Linked DNA regions of Rattus norvegicus: region 2 is linked to region 1. The links are chromatin contacts, called in public Hi-C maps. All regions are on one chromosome and are shown on one strand. Each heading gives the region's core, a stretch centred on a gene start, on an enhancer-like site or on the middle of the called end of the contact. The rest is flanking DNA. Distances are from core to core; before and after follow the strand shown.

What was found. A called contact is a pair of places that touch in the nucleus more often than the background predicts.
Region 2: a contact with region 1 is called in a Hi-C map of Schwann cells, with 2.4 times the contacts expected there. The contact joins two enhancer-like sites. A contact is called at or near these places in 2 of 12 Hi-C or Micro-C datasets (Schwann cells and psoas muscle).

What each region holds. Positions count from the first base shown.
Region 1 is chr7:131,156,634-131,159,760 of GRCr8, reverse strand. LOC120093732 (a long non-coding RNA gene) reads right to left here. Exons shown (of 2, transcript XR_005487407.2): 2 at 15-556. It also overlaps a transcript of Asb8 not described here. Among named protein-coding and RNA genes, the nearest start is that of Asb8, 10 kb to the right of the region's middle. Within about 2 kb of position 1,605, at least 4 of the 93 cell types and tissues checked have an H3K27ac peak or open chromatin away from gene starts, as enhancers often do. A contact at or near this core is called in Schwann cells, where this site is marked.
Region 2 is chr7:131,191,642-131,194,768 of GRCr8, reverse strand. No RefSeq gene overlaps it. Among named protein-coding and RNA genes, the nearest start is that of Ccdc184, 14 kb to the right of the region's middle. Within about 2 kb of position 1,623, at least 82 of the 93 cell types and tissues checked have an H3K27ac peak or open chromatin away from gene starts, as enhancers often do. A contact at or near this core is called in Schwann cells, where this site is marked.

The DNA.
Region 1 (3,127 bases), core at 356-2,855:
CACTCAGGGAACTGTTTCATGAGTGGAGAAGAATTTTAATCCAGCAACATGGCTACTCTTTAAAGGTGGTATATCCAAAGACTGAGATCTGTGTGCTCCGGCTGGAATACACACCCTTAATCCCTCTGGCTGGAATCCAGACACACCCTTAGTTCTCACCCTTGATCCCCACCCCCCAAATGAAGGTAAAGTTTGTTAAGGAAGTAGCCATGTTTGAAAGTGATGACTAATTGAGTGACAGATAAAGTGGCAAATCAGAGAAAGATTTGACAGAATGAGTCAGAGATGGGAAATGCCCAGCTTCATGAGAACAGACAGGAAAGGGAGACCAGTTAAGAGCAACACAGAGTGAGTTAGGAGGGGAGGGTGGTTCAGTGAGTGTCCCTCAGTGCAGTTCAGGCAATGCAGCGGAGTTCAGTTGAGTTCAGTTCAGTGCGGTTCGATGCAGTTCAGTTAAATGCAGTTGGGTTCAGTTCCATTCAGTTCGTGTAGTCAGTGAAGTTAAGTTTGCAGAATTCAGAGGCAGTTTTTCCAAGCAGGGCAATTCATCGAGAAGCTGAGAACAGACAGTTAGAACCAGTCAACTTGGAGAGAACTTTGACTCAGAACAGCAGAATTGAACCATACATTCAGACTCCAGAAAGAACTAGAAAGGGTGAACTTATTCTGCAGTGAGCCTCTGAGACGACAATTACATCTGGTGGATAAAAGTTACATTTACACTCGGCCTTCCGCCCTGAATGATGTCCTTGTTGAATAGTCCTATTCTTCTTCAACTTTGTTTCATTTTAGTATGCAATGTAACAAAATATAACCTGATGAATTATTTATAAATAGTCAAAGCTCATTTGTCACAGTAATGGACATTTGAAGGTCACGATCAAGATGCTGATACATGTGAGGTGGGAGCCCGTCTCTCATAGATCACCATTCTTTTACTTTCATCCTTCCTCACAGAAGGAGAATGGATCTCCCTGGGGTCTCTTTTATAAGGGCATTCGCCACATTCACAAGCAATCACCTTCCAGAAGCTCATCTCCCTACACTAAGGGCTAAGGGCTAAGACTTCAGCATACACATTTTGGGAAGACGTACACACTGTACCTTTTCTGTATGGTGTGCATCACTATTGTGACTCTTCGGGTAGTCAGATGGTTTTGTAATACTTGTTTCTCACGTGGAATTGTAATCTCCCTGGAGTCGGGGCTATGTTTATCCTGTTCTTGGCAGAATCATAAGTACCTCTCACAGTTAACAGACATAGTAATAGCATTTAATAAATACATGCTGAAAGGGCTGAGGGCTGGAGAGATGGCTCAGAGGTTGAGCACCGACTGCTCTTCCAGAGGTCCTGAGTTCAAATCCCAGCAACCACCTACCTGGTGGCTCACAAACCATCTGTAATGGGGTCGGGTGTGTCTGAAGACAGCTACAGTGTGCTTATATTAAATAAATAAATAAATCTTTTTTAAAAAGACAAGTTGGGAGGTTAAATGAATGAATCTATAAAAATAAAATCAAGGAATGTATTAATTACTGAACTTTGGGGAAGGAGCCTGAACAAAAAACAAATGCTCTCTTTGTCCTCCAGGGGGAGCCTTATACCTATCAGAAGAGGCAAAGGCCGCGCTGGAGCAGAAAATTCTGAGATGGATCCTAATTTACTTTTCAGGCTCCTAGAACTGCTTCAGGCAATCCCGTCTCTTTACTAAGACATTCCATGTTAGTCTCGACCAGATGTTCTCAATCTGTGGGGTTTGACCCCACGGGGGTCACCCAAGACCAGCAGAGAACACAGATCATGATTTGTAACAGTAGCAAAATTACAAGCTACGACGTAGCAATGAAGTAATTTTACTGTGGTAGGTCACCACAACATAAAGGGCTAGAAGATTAGGAACCACTGGTGTAAAGCAGTCAACCATACCAGCAAGTGGGCATTTCAAGTCTCTTGTTTTCTCTTCCACAGGCAAGAAAAACAAAACAAAACAAACAAACAAAAAAACCCAAACCAACCAAACAAGCAAACTTTTCCTGCAAGAGTTCACCCACTTTGCCAGATGATTAAACTGCAGTGCTTATGTTCTTGGGAAAATGTGGCATATTTTGTTATTTCAATATTAGCATTAGTGTTAATTAAGTTATTACTGTAATTTTTTTCAATATCCCTCAAGCATCCTTTCTCTATGAAGATCCAAGCGTTCTTAAGTTATTTCTGGTAGTGGGAAATATTGGGATTCTATAGGACAAAATGAAGACAGTTTTCATTTAAAAAATAATTCATCAATTTTCCTGAGCCCTGGAGAAAATGAAAAGGAAAGCAAAAAGCTGAAGCATTTGAATGTCGAGGGGGTGTTTGCCTCAGGCGATTTCTGAAAGGCGCCCTTGTTCAACCCTGAGGCGTCTTGGGAGCCACTCCAACTTCACGCCAATACTGCTCTGCTCAGTTGAGCAATTCAGCCTGAGCTCGCATCCTGTCTCCTTCCAACTTTCTCTTGATTCTTGTTCCCAAATCTCCTTTTCCGTTTTTCCCTGATTTGATCCCTGAGCCTCTTTCTTTCTCAGTTCAGAGAAGACTGTCTCCTACCCCTGCCTTTGGGAGGTCATTTCTCCGTAGTTCAGATTACCTGGCGTTTGACCTATTCCTGATGTCTTAGTTGCGGTTGCTATTGCTAATGGACCTTGTAGCCACTAGCTACCTGCGGAAGGTTTGCTTCCCTTAAATATCCTGTGAGGGAAGCCAAGCCTGACAGGAAGCCGGACCTGCCGCAGGGCCGTGGAGGGTGCTGCTTACTGCACCTGATGGCCAGCTTAGCCCGCTTTTGTTTTGTCTTCCCACGTGGCCATATTGTAAGCTCGTGTTTACTTTTATTCCTGGAGAATAGATTTTTTTCATACAATGTATTTTAGTTTCCCCTCTCCCAACTTCTCCCAGATCCTGTCAACCACCCAACTGTCTCAGAGAACAAACTGAAATATGTAATAATGAATAATAACAATAAAAAATATGATTACAAAGAACAAACCTGAATAGGACAAAAACAACAGAAAAAAAAAAAAGAGCCGAAGAAAAAACATAAGAAATACATAGAAGGGGTTGGGGATTTAGCTCAGTGGTAGAGCGCTT
Region 2 (3,127 bases), core at 374-2,873, 35 kb before region 1:
AGCCCTTAATACCTTTCCTCATGCTGTGGTGACCCCCAGCCATAAGCTTCTTTTTGTTGCTACTTCATAACTGTAATTCTGCTACTATTATGAATCGTAATGTTTTCTGATGGGCTTGGGTGACCCCTGTGAAAGGGTCATGACCCACAGGTTGAGAACCGCTCCCTGGCAGTTCTGCGCACTTGTAGACAATGGGCGCGGTGAACAGGGCAGGTCAGCAAAGGCTGCATTATTAAAAGGTCTGGAAAAAAAACACCATTGGAGCACAGATAACAGCAGCTCAAGGTTATTAAGTACTTTGGTCCTAAAACCTTTACAGTTGAATTCCACGATAGTAGGATCATTATGGGATACTATCGTGCACTATTTGATATCAAAAGCAGAAGTTTCTAGAAGTTGTTTTTCTTTTCAAATTACACAGCATTTAAAGGGCGTAGCTACCGTTCTCACTCAGGTGCCCTGTCCCCACAACTTAGGCCCCTCCTCCTCTGGGATGACCCTGTTATTATCCTCTGGACCTCTTCCTCCGCAGCTGTGATTACCTAAAGGTGATTGAGCACACCATTGACTAGTCACTGAAGGGGAAGGGGAGGGACTTATGAGACTTCTCCTCTTCCTAAAGACACCTAGCTAGTTAATAGAGGGAGCAGAACTGGGGATATCCAGGGTCAAGGATTTCAAGGAGAGCAATATTTTCTTTAACAGCATACCTGCCCCTGGGTAGTCAGTACCCCTGAGACTGACGTCAAATAAACTCATTGGTTCACCAGCTACACTGGGGTGGAACTTTGTTACTGTCCTTAGCTCACCTCTGGAGGTCCGGAAGAATGCCAAGGAGGTGATGTTAGCTAAACCATGAAGAATACGGAGAAGCGGTTAGGTGCAGATCGGGAAGGGATACTGGCTATTAGGACTAAAATTCCAACACCCGCCCCCCCCCCCAGTTGATTTCTTGCAGATTTGCGTTCAACGAGCATGTCAGAAGGTGAGTTGGGGCCAGGAATTACTAAGAAATCTGACCTGGGGTGACCTGGAACTGTCAAGCCTCCCAAGAGGAACAGGTCACAAGAAAGGCTCACAAGGAAAACTACTGCCGGCGCCAGATCTTCCCGGAAGGGAAGAGCTGCAGGGTTCACAAAAAGCCAGACAACTACTTAAGAAGGGCTCTGGAGAGGCTGGGGTCTGACTGGATTCAAGAAGACAAGATGACTAGGTGGGCCTGAAGCAGCGGCTCTTAACTTGTGGGTCTCGACTCCTTTGGGTTTCTTATCAGATATCCTGCATATCAGATATTTACATTACTATTTATAACAGTAGCAAAACTTGTTATGAAGTAGCAACAAAAATGATTTTATGGTTGGCGGCTTCACCAAACATTAGGAACTGTATTAAAGGGTCGCAGCATTCGGAAGGTTGAGAACCACTGCATTAGAGTTAGCTCAGCCCGCTAGAAACAGGAAGGGAACCCAGAAGTTCTGAGGTTCTTCCCCGAGGTCCTCACATCTCCCTGCACAGCTCCACCTGGTGGCAGCACCCGAGGATGCAGCACGCCTTGACCTGATTAGAACCAGGCGGAACCTGCCACCAATCAGCCTTCCTCAGCCTCTCGGCGCGCCCTGTGCAACCAATGAGAGGCGTCTCCTTGGCCAACCCTCCCGCGCCGGATCCAGATTTGTCCACCTCTGAGAAACAAGGTCTATTTCGGGATGACTGCAGCGGCCTTGGTGGGCAGCTGCAGGATGCAGCCCAGGAGCTCAGGGCGTGGGATACCCATCCAACCGCGTACCCTCCCCTTTGGCGGAGGCTGGGGTGTGGGCGGAGCATAGCCGGAGAGCCCTCTACCAATCACGTTAAGGCTCGGTAGCTGCCAGTCCAGTCTGAGGATGCGGAGCCTGAATCTCTCCAAGCGATAGCTCCATTTTTAGCGAATTGTGTAATGCTGGGCTGCTCTTCCCGCCCGTAAACAACTGCAGTGTCCTCAGCCGCCTTATCGCTCCCTTTCAGTTAACAACTCGAGAAGACCCTCTTGCCACGTACGTGGAGTCCCTGGGACCTCTGAGTTCCCACGATGTGTGTCTTATCTCTGTACGCCCTCGTTATTTTTGAGTGATTTACTTTTCTCTTTACCCAACTAGTATATGTTCAACCCTTGGCGCGAGTGCTTTGACCGTACGTGTTGTGATGGTATTCCTTGCAAAATCAAGCAAAAAAAAAAAAAAAAAAAAAAAGCAAAGCTTCTCCAACAGGACAGGAGAGGGAGTATTTATAGAGTCCTCACCCCACAAGTCCCCGAGTCTTGTGAAACAGTTTAGCATACGGAAATAGAGCGTATGCGGGTCACGAAAATTAAACGCTAACTCTAAAAATTTGTATCACTAAATCTAAAGACCTAGATGTCTTCTGTCTGACTCATCAACTCCTCGTCCTTGCTATCCATCTCAGGGCGTGGAAGACTGACCTGCATAAACTGCTCTCGTTCTTCCATCCGGTTCGATCCAAGAATGGCAAGGTGGAGCCCGAGGTTGGATATCTAGTCCCCCCCATCCCACCCCACCCCACCCCACCCTACCTTATCCGCTTTCTTTTTAGGGGGGGTCCCTATTTTTACTATCTCCTCCAGGTTCTGTCTCCACTATTTGGAACAGAGCTCTCTGCTTCTAGATATTTTTTGTGTGATTTTTCTACAGCCCACCCACACCTGGGTCTTGAAAAATAACTCCTCATTAAATTCTATTCAAATTATCCTACCCTAATACAAGACCGGCCTCCCTTACTGGGGAGCAGAAACCATCACCTCACATAGGAACATCTGAAAGGGATGACGGGGTCCCCGGAGATAGGCGAATCTGAACATGACGCTCACTTGGCGAACCTATGAGGCATAGATACTTTGGAGTGCGTCTGTTACGCTGCACAGCCTACCTTTCAAGAACTCTTCCCCCACAGGGGTACCACACATCTCTTCTCTGTACTTATTTGGAATAACAGTTGCCACCAAGGAATTCTGTATCGCATCCACCCACCATCACTACAGCTGACCCTATAGCCTCGAGCTATGGAGCACCTGACTGACAAAAAAAAAAAAAAATTGGTGCGCAGAGAGAGTCTGTTGAAGTTGGGGGTGGGG